Regions from separate parts of the Sus scrofa genome. Here region 1 is linked to region 2. A link is a contact called in public HiChIP or PLAC-seq data. All regions are on one chromosome and are shown on one strand. The core of a region is the stretch at or near the end of the contact, and the rest is flanking DNA. Distances in the headings are between cores, read along the strand shown. Region 1 overlaps DUSP10 (dual specificity protein phosphatase 10). Region 2 overlaps LOC110255633 (a long non-coding RNA gene).

Region 1 (4,620 bases), core at 546-3,045, 140 kb after region 2:
ACTGGGTTAATGATCCTGCCTTGCTGCAAGCTGTGGTTTACGTCACAGACGTGGCTCAGATCGGGTGTTGCTGTGGCTGTGCTATAGGCTGGCAGTTGCAGCTCTGATTGGACCCCTAGCATTGGAACTTCCATATGCTGCAGGTGTGGCCCTAAAAAGACAAAAAAATAATAAAATAAAATAAGGAGAGAACGAGAGAGCCAGAAAAAAGTTACTTTATCAGAGGGTGTGATTTACCTATATTCCCCAACCTGGATGAAATTCATACCCTTTCTTGTGCAGAATTCATGTTTTGCACCTGCTATGGGACTGAATTCACATGCTGAAACCCTAACCCCTAAGGTATTTGGGGATGGGGGCCTTTGGAAGATGATTAGGTTTAATGAGGTCAGCAGGGTGGGGTCCTCACACTGAGGGTTAGTGCCCTCATAGGATGAGACACGGGAGAGCTTGGTCTCTCTCTCCCCGTCTCCTACTAAGCAAGAAGGTGGCCATCTGCAAGCCTGGAAGAGCACACCAGAACCTGTGCACCCAGCACGGTGACCTTGGACTTCCAGCCTCCAGAACACTGCGAAAATAAATGTTTGCTCTTGAAGCCACCCAGATCATGGTGGTTTGTTACAGCAGCCCCAACATACAAACAGGGAACCACTTTTAATACCCAGGCTAGCTTACTTGGTAGAAATACAAATTATAATTCTTACATTTGAAGAACCACACCAAACCTGTGGACTGCCTGAGAATCTGACCCTTGGGAGCCAACCCAACCTGATACCATGTCTGAAAGTCAAGCCAGAAATGGACCCGAGGTCAAGATGTGTTGGTGCCTAAAGGATGGGCATGCTCATAAGGGGCAAGCCCACAGAATCTTCCCAAACCTTCGTTTCACGAGCCAGCTGCAAGCCCAGGAGCCCCCTTCGTCCCAAAGACACAGGCCTCTTCATCAGTTACACCCTCCCTGCAGCATCTCCCTGGGGGGAAGAACAGCTTAGCTAGAGAATGTCTGGGTTTGGGGGCAGCCACTCAATACCATGTTAGGGTTGCAGCTCCTGTCTTCACCAAAAAGCTCAATACCAGGCAATCCATCAAGGAGGATTAAGGGAGGGGAGAAGAATCCATGAGATCATACTGGAAGGCTGGAGAGGGGAGCCTTTACCAGGAGAGTGCCATAAAACATGAAGCCATATGCCCCCCAAGGGCTCAAGCCAAGCTCTGCATGACTGTTTAATTCCGTGAAGAGAGGGAGAACATTCTTTGCTTTGCGGTGCCGGAGTTTAAATAGTGAAGCATTTTGCTAAACCAACAAACAGAGGAAAGCCAGGAAAGCCAGTCACTAAACAGGCCCCCTGAACAAAAGGAACACTCTTGCCTAATCATCCACCTCCCCCAAGGACCGACATTTATCTTAGACCCCAAATTAAACACATCACAACTTCACAGCAAAAGTATGTTTCCCAAGGGGATTTAAGTAGAGTCCAATTAAATAAATCTCTAGAAATATCAAGAGCAAGCCTCAAGAGAGAGCATATTTCTACCGTGAAACATTCCCATTGGAAATTACGTGCACAGAGGTCATCTGGAAACATCCATGGCAGGAGGAGGGGAGGGAGGGCAGGAAGCAGGGCAGGGTTATGGAAGGGTAGCCCAGATGGTCCCTGTACTGCACTGGCGCAGGGAAGCTCCCAGCAAAAACGGCATGTGCCTCCCGCCCACTGTGAATGAAAGCCCCATGTCCAAACAAACAGCTTTCATGACGATGTGTTTTAGTATCATCTGGAGGTCAAAGGGCGGTAGCTTAGGGAATTCAGGAAGTGGCAGGGGACAGGATCAAGTGTCAACATCAAAATGTGGATTGTTTTCCTGAATCAGAGTTTTCTGTTCACAAAAGGCACAGCAACACCTCCTCAAGTCACCGAGCGGAATTCTGTATTTGGCAAGAACATTCAGCAAGTCTGAGCATCAAGACTACACGGCCAGAAAGAGCAGGCGTGAACACTGCCCCACATAGAGATTTACCTGTCCAGCCCAGCCCCACGGTCAGACCCTCGAGGGATGGCTGAGATTGGAAAGGCCAGCCTGAAGCCAGGGGAGGCCTCTGCGCGCTGACAGATACACGTTTGTATCAAGTGAAAAGCGATCAAGCGATCGTGTCCCCAGAAATGTACCACCTTCTGGGATGAAGGGGAAGAAAAATCCACCAAGAGGCCAGTCGGGCTTGGAGTAGGTAGGCTTGGATCATAGCTTGTCAATGTGGACTTGAGGCTAAGTGGCAGGCCAGCCAAGCAACGGGTCAGTTCAACCTGGGACATGCGGAACGGGAGAGGTGACCTGGGATGAACCCCACGTCTGGCACAGTCAGATCTCCCAGCCACATCCCCTGGAAGCTATGCCTAACGTTGCTCAGGGGGCTGGAAGTCCTGACAGCAAGGACTCTGGGGACATAGCCCTACGGCCTGCACCGAGGTCCTACTGGGGACTGGTTTTGTGACCTCTCTTGCCACTTCTAGAAAATCAGGGGTTTGGATCTTCTGTGAATTTCTCCAGCTCCAGCAGGATGTGAATAAATTGTATATTGATGGACAGTGGAGAAGAAGAGCCCCTGTCCTAGGCCATGAGAGGCCAGGACCTGCCTCCCACCTCAGGGCCTTTGCACATGCTGTTCCCTTTTCGTGCAACCCCCTTCCCTACATCTTCACTAGGTGATTCAGACCTCAGCTCAAACAGGGTCCTCTCAGGAGGCTCTTCCGCAGTGTCCAAGGATAGCGACCCTGCTACTGCTCTTTAATTAATAGTGTGAAATTTTAGTTTCACGATCACTTATCAAAAACCACTTGTTACCTCCTTCATTTGTTTAGTGTTATTGTTAACATATGGACCCCAAGAAAGCCAGGCGATTCTCCGTCTTGGAGGAAGCGCAGCATCACTGCCCTGGGGCTCGGCTGGCCTCCGCCCCTTCCAGCCCGCTGATCTCGGCCACGTCCTCGCCTCCTGCACCCTAGCTTCCTCATGTGCAAAATAGGGCCAATAGCAGTACCAAGAGGCGCCCAGAGTCACTGCCAGGACTTAATAAGTTATGAACAGAACAGTTATGAACAGAAATGATAAGTAGTCACCACTCAGCACCTAGAGCTAGGCCTGGCTCGTACAGCAGGCACTCGATAAATGTTTCAAGGTTAAATCAACTTGGGAAGGACGTGACAAAGGGCCACCAGTCAGGTGTAAAGTATGTATTGTGTGTCGCTCAGCATAAGCCTAGGAATTTGGAAGTGTTAAAAAAATTGTTTAAATATATATAGTCTCTGAAGATAAATCTAATGGGAGAGGAGTTCCTGTTGTGGCTCAGCAGTAAGGAACCTGACGAGTATCTACAAGGATGCAGGTTCGAGCCCTGGCCTCACTCCGTGCGTTCAGGATGCAGCATTGCCACGAGCTGCAGCATAGTTTGCAGATGCAGCTCTGATCTGGTGTTGCTGTGGCTGCAGTAAACGTGGGCAGCTGCAGCTCTGATTCAGACCCTGGCCTGAGAACTTCTATATGCTGTGGGTGTGGCCCTAAAAAGAAAAAAAAAAAATCTAATGAGAGAAAAGGGTTGAAAGATCATTAAAGGAAACTTAACCAAAAACACCTGAAAGGATGTCATTCTGCTGTGACTCATGCAGGGCAGGTGCAGGGCCTGCCAGGAGAGTTTAGCAGGAAGGCTCCGAAATCTTGTCACTGCTGAGGCTGGAAAGGCTCATGGAGAAGAGGCAGCCTGCAGGAGTGACAGGCTTAAATGTGACAAACAGCCATGCCCGGCAGCGAGACCTGGGGTCCAAAACAATTCACACGTGGGGACCTTAACCCTTTCTCCACCTCCACGCCTCCTTCTAAGACACCCTATGTAAGAAGGGATGGAGAGACCCACGAAGGAGAAGAGGATGCTCAAGAGGGAGCACGAGCCTGAGGGAGTCAGGGAACAGGAGGAGGGACCCCCCTTGCCCTCAGGTGTCCATTTCTATACACATTTATTAAGCACCAAATCGGGCTGAGGGCACAGTACTGAGGGTACTGCCCCGGCCAGCTGGCCCGCCCTGGAACACGGCGAGACAGCTGATGGATGATTCCAGCAGCATGTTCACCTCCCCTGGATGAAGGCGTGGAAGGCAGGGCCTAAACTCAGGAATTCTGGGTTCCTCACTCACTAACTCTTAAGTACCCTAAGTTACTTAACTCTGAGACCATTTGAAAACACAATCATAAGGGAGTTTCCTTTGTGGCTCAGTGGTGACAAACCTAGCCAGTATCCTTGAGGACACAGGTTTGATCCCTGGCCTCGCTCAGTGGGTCGGGAATCTGGTGTTGCCATGAGCTGTGGTGAAGGTCGCAGATGCGGCTCAGATCTGGCGTTGCTGTGGCTGTGGTGTAGGCCAGCAGCTGCAGCTCCAATTTGACCCCAAGCCTGGGAATGTCCACATGCTGCAGGTGCAGCCCTAAACAGACCAAAGAGAAAAAGAAAAGAAAGAAACTGAGCAGTTCTGCAGAGCAAGCCTGGCAGAGCAGCGGTACACAAAGTGCCCAGAGCCAGCCCAGCTGGGTAGAAATCAAGCCATGGCAAGCGTTTCGAGCGTCTTCTCTGATTCC
Region 2 (5,083 bases), core at 24-2,523:
ATAAAAAACAATAATAATGATGCTGAAGTTGCAACCCAGGATGGCCGTGAAGATGCCAGAGGGAGAATGGGAGGGAGGGCCTTGGAAGGACCAGGGATGGATCTGGTTGGCGCTAGGTTTGGAGAACAGCCCGGGTAGGGCTCCAGGAGATGATGCGAAGTGGGAGGCTGGCAACCCAGAGACAGACGCTGGTGAGCAGAGATGTCTTAAGAGTTAACAGTAGACCCGTAGCTGGATGTCTTCATAAAACCGAACACTCTGTAGAGCTGCGTCGAAGAGACATGACACGACGACGAAACCCCCAGATTCTGATGTTCCAAGGTTATCGAAAATGTATTATCATTCAGTCCTTTAGCTTAAAACTGTGTTTGGTGAAGTGTGATTAAACAAAAATAGCTTCATGGAGTTCCCTTTGTGGCTCAGCAGTAATGAACCCCACTTTTATGCACGAAGACACAGGCTGGATCCCTGGCCTCGCTCAGTAGGTTAAGGAACCAGCGTTGCTGTGGCTGTGGTGCAGGCCCAAAGCTGCTGCTCAGATTTGACCCCTAGCCTGGGAACCTCCATACACCATGGGTGCTGCCCAGAAAAAAAAAAAAAAGACAAAAAAATAGCTTCATCTGGAGTTCCTGTCATGGCGCAGTGGTTAACGAATCCGACTAGAAACCATGAGGTTTCAGGTTCGGTCCCTGGCCTTGCTCCTTGGGTTGAGGATCTGGCGTTGTCATGAGCTGTGGTGTAGGTCGCTGACAAGGCTCGGATCCTGTGTTGCTGTGGCTCTGGTGTTGGCCGTCGGCTACAACTCTGATTAGATCCCCAGCCTGGGAACCTCCATGTGCCGCGGGAGCGGCCCTAGGAAAGGCAAAAAAAAAAGACCAAAAAAAAACCCCAGCTTCGTCATATTAATTTTGTTTTGGGGGGAATTTTTTTTTAGAGAAATTGTGTGTGGGGGGGGTGTTGTGTGTGTGTGTGTGTGTGTGGTTTTTCCTAACAACAACGTAGAATAAAAGCAGATTTCATGATGTATCTTCAGAATTGGAGAGCTGGTAGCATTTTTTCCAAATCCCCAAGTAAATGACTTCCTTTTGAATCTAAAGCATAAATCATGATTGTACTTTCTTTCTGGGGCTTCTGCCTCTTGTCAAATTAACAGCTTTCGAAAGAAACGCATATTTTCAGCTGGCCCGCGGTTGAAGCTAACATTTCTACCCCACACTGTTCTCAGACATCTGACTTAGGGTGGATGGAGGGAGGCCAGGCTTTCAGAACCTGCTGCGTGTGGCCGGGTCCCCTTCCTCTGGCCCCAAACAGTTCAGTCGCTCTACCTCGCAGGGGCCGCCTTCGGCTAATGAATCCTTAGCTCCAAGTTTTCCCTCCTTCTAATGAGTGCTAATAAAATGCATTTACCTCTGCTAATGCAACAAAAACTCAGCATTATTTCATTGTATCTACTTAACAAGAACCTCGTTTAATATCGAATTACGTCCTGCTCAGCCAAAGCATTATACCGGGGGATGGGGGGCTGTAACAGGAAAGTATCAAATGCTCTGAGGGACATGCCTTCTTAATATGCCCTGCAGTCTTACGTGATGGCTGAATTCATTTAGCCAAGCTGGTCTGATCCTTCTGCCAACTGTTTGGTAAAATTTACCGCAATGCTAGGCAACCAGTCCCACCACACAGGCTAGAAATATAGTATTGCTTTTCCTGGGACCAAGCTATTAACAGTTGTTTGGGGAGAGGCCACAGGCCACGGGGCAGATACTGTTACAAAAAGGAAGAAGTTTCGGAGGTGCTTCATTTTAGAAAATAGTTACAGCAAATCCAATTTTTATTAATGCATTTTCCCCTAATTGTTTATGGTCTAATTGCAGAAGAATTCATATTTATTTCAGATTTATCTTCGGTGAATGGTGACACCCAATCTCCTATTTGTCTTTGCCGTGAACTCCTCTGCCTTCTTTTTGTTTGTTTGTTTGTTTTTATCTTTATGTGTTTTTAGGGCCACATCCATGGGATATGGAGGTTCCCAGGCTATGGGTCTAATTGGAGCTACAGCCGCCAGCCTACATCACAGCTCACAGCAACAACAGATCCTTAACCCAATGAGCGAGGCCAGGGATTGAACCCGCAACCTCATGGTTCCTGGTCGGGTTCGTTAACCACTGAGCCACAACGGGAACTCCTCTGCCTTCTTTTTTGAAGCAGCCCCTCACTCAGGTAACTATCAGTAACAAATACCTGCTGGAAGTTTTCCATTTAAAGAAGCATGTGGTAATTTGACTAATCATTGCTGGAGCCAATTACCTGTCAATTAGAAAGAAGAGCTGTTATTTTCACTATCCTCAGCAGATTTTGTGACCTGGAATATTCCTGGTCCTCCTGTCACCCGAAAGGTCACATTTAGAGAGGTTTTCCTCTGCATTGTTTCTTAAGGTACAGGATTCTATCACTTGGATGGTTTGCTTATTAAGAAGCGGGAGATACCCTTCTTTTGAGTCTTTGAAGAAAGACTTTTCCGTGGGCTTAACAAGATAAAAGACGTCGAAGAGAGGAAGAGCTTCCGTCCATTTCATTAATATTTATTCAGAAGACTCTACTGTTCTCTATAGAGGAACGGAGTCCACACATTGCTGAGGAAAATGAGTGTAAAAGAGAACAGTTACCTCTTGAGACCTTGTAACCGGTCACCCAACAAGAAAATAGGGGAAGCAGCAGGAACCCATGCAAGATTTACCTGGGGGGCATCAGCTAGCATCCTGAAGACCCCAAAGTCATTGTTGCTCAGTTTCTAACAAGCGGCTTGGGTCAGAATTTACATTCTGGCAAACTACCAAGTATAGTCTCCTATTCTCCCTCGATCCCACTCCTCTTGGGTGGATGGAGTAAAGAGGGACCTCTGAGCATCCCTGCATCCCTGCATCCCTGCATCCCTGCATCCCTGCATCCCTGCAGGCAGGGACGATTCAGGGGATGACTGCCGGCATCAAGTGGCTTCTATAGCATCTCTCTTGGCATCTCAGAAGAGATGGTGGGTATTTCTACCCAAAGGGGAAGTAGGCCTTTGTTCAAAAGCGCCTCTGGATGAGACAGACACCACCACTTTTTTGTAGCTTCTCATTATAAATTTAGTGGGTTTTTTCTTTTTTCTTCTTCCAAACTCTAGTTTCTGACCAGAATATAAAATAAGTTTGAAAATATAAATGACTTCTGAGGATAGCATGAAATAAACCAGAAATAAAGAGTCAATGGCTGGTTCTAGGGGATAAGGAATATTAATGTGAAAATTCACCCTAGGTGATCGAGTTTTCTCTTATTGGGAGACTCTGGTTGTAGACTGTTTGTTTGTTTATGGACAATGTTAAGTAATTTTACATCGCATATATGGATTCCTGAGTATTGATAGAAAAAAAAAGTCTCAGCAGCTTTGTGGTGCAAAGATTAATTAAAAATTAGCTTCATGGAAGCTTAGGAGAAAATAAATCATATATTGGGTTTTCCTTCATGAAAACTTAGACGAATACCCTTTTCGAAAGCCAGTCTTTCCCCAAATGTAGGGAAGACGAGCCTTTGTCCAAATGAAGGCATTGCGAGAAGTGGCTGGAATCAACCAGTTTATGAGTCGAGCTTTCTTTCCCTGAGATATTGTCCGACTGGCCTCATGTAACTGTGAGAAGGAGCTTCAGTTACTTCAGGGAAGAAGCTAAAAAAGGAAGAGGTTTATTACCCCCGCAGTGGGCCAAGGTATCTGAGCCTCCGAGATCCTAAAATAAAATGTAACCCTTCCTAGACCAGGATGGAATATGCCGCTTCCTTTTCTCTGTTTCGGACATTCTGGAAGGGCTTCTTTTACAGAACCAGGACGCAGAGAATGGACGTGTGTGCAGGTGCGGCTGGGTCACTTCGTGGTGCAGGAGAAAGATCACAGCCTTGTCAGTTAGCTGCACGTCACTAAACGTTCAAAAGAAAGAAAGCAAGAGAGAAGCAAGACTCTGGTGAAATGAAGGGAAAGAGGCCATGAGATCTTTTTCAGTTCCACCCTTTGAAGAGACTAGAAAAGGAAGCGGCTCTGTTTATAAAATGAAGGGGACCACGTCGGCTTCGTGTAACTGCTGTTGCTTTGAACACGAACGAATTATCTTCCATTTGTTTCAAGTTGTCGCCTATTTCCCCACCCAAATCCTGGGGTTCCCCCTGCGTTCATTCTTCTCATTTGTCCTCAAAGCCAATCAGCTACTGGCTCCAGACTGTGCTTCTTCCTCAGTAGCTCTCGAATACATCTTATTAATACCTTTACTGAGATGTGATTTGTATTTATTTATTTATCTTTGCTTTTTAGGGCCACACTCACAGCATATGGAGGTTGCCAGGCTAGGGGTCGAATTGGAGCTACAGCTGCCAGCCTCCACCACAGCCACAGCCACAGCCACGTCAGATCGGAGCCGCGTCTGGGACCTACACCACAGCTCACGGCAACACTGGATCCTTAACGCACTGAGTGAGGCCAGGGATTGAACCCATGTCTTCATGGATACTAGTCGGGTTCGTTACAACTGTGCCACAATGGGAACCCCGAGGTGTGATTTTTGAAGCGTGGAATCTACCGTTTTGAGCATGTGGATGCTGAGGTTTAGAAATATTACACAGCCCTCAGCACAGTCCAGATGGAGGATGCTTCCCTCCTCCCCAGAGGGTCCCTTGGGCTTATCTGTTTTCAATCTCACTCACAGCCTCTGCAACTCCTGGCCTACTTTCTGGTCATTTCATATAAGCAGAACCTTACAACACGTGGCCTTCTGCATCCGGTTTCTTTCACGTGGCATAATGTTTCTGAGTTTCATCCATGTAGCCGCGTGTGTCATGACTCTGTTCCTTTTTCATTGCTGAAGAGTATTCCATCATGTGGATATACCACTTTTTTTGTCTTTTTATGGCAGCACCCATGGCATATGGACATTCCCAGGCTAGCGGCTGAATAGGAGCCACAGCTGAAGCCTACCCCACAGCCATAGCAACACCAGACCTGAATTGTATCTGCAGCCTACACTGCAGCTTGTGTCAGTGCTGGATCCTTAACCCACTG

The links. HiChIP or PLAC-seq counts read pairs in DNA pulled down with a chosen protein or histone mark.
Region 1: an H3K27ac HiChIP or PLAC-seq map of skeletal muscle shows a contact between it and region 2. The contact joins two enhancer-like sites. A contact is called at or near these places in 3 of 47 Hi-C or Micro-C datasets (embryonic fibroblasts, psoas muscle and skeletal muscle) and 1 of 2 datasets of contacts at active chromatin or transcription factors (skeletal muscle).

The regions. Positions count from the first base shown.
Region 1 is chr10:10,882,451-10,887,070 of Sscrofa11.1, forward strand. The region is part of intron 2 of DUSP10 (dual specificity protein phosphatase 10); the gene reads right to left. Among named protein-coding and RNA genes, the nearest start is that of DUSP10, 21 kb to the right of the region's middle. Within about 2 kb of position 1,796, at least 9 of the 83 cell types and tissues checked have an H3K27ac peak or open chromatin away from gene starts, as enhancers often do. A contact at or near this core is called in skeletal muscle, where this site is marked.
Region 2 is chr10:10,739,993-10,745,075 of Sscrofa11.1, forward strand. All of the region lies in intron 1 of LOC110255633 (a long non-coding RNA gene), which reads left to right. Among named protein-coding and RNA genes, the nearest start is that of DUSP10, 160 kb to the right of the region's middle. Within about 2 kb of position 1,274, at least 4 of the 83 cell types and tissues checked have an H3K27ac peak or open chromatin away from gene starts, as enhancers often do. A contact at or near this core is called in skeletal muscle, where this site is marked.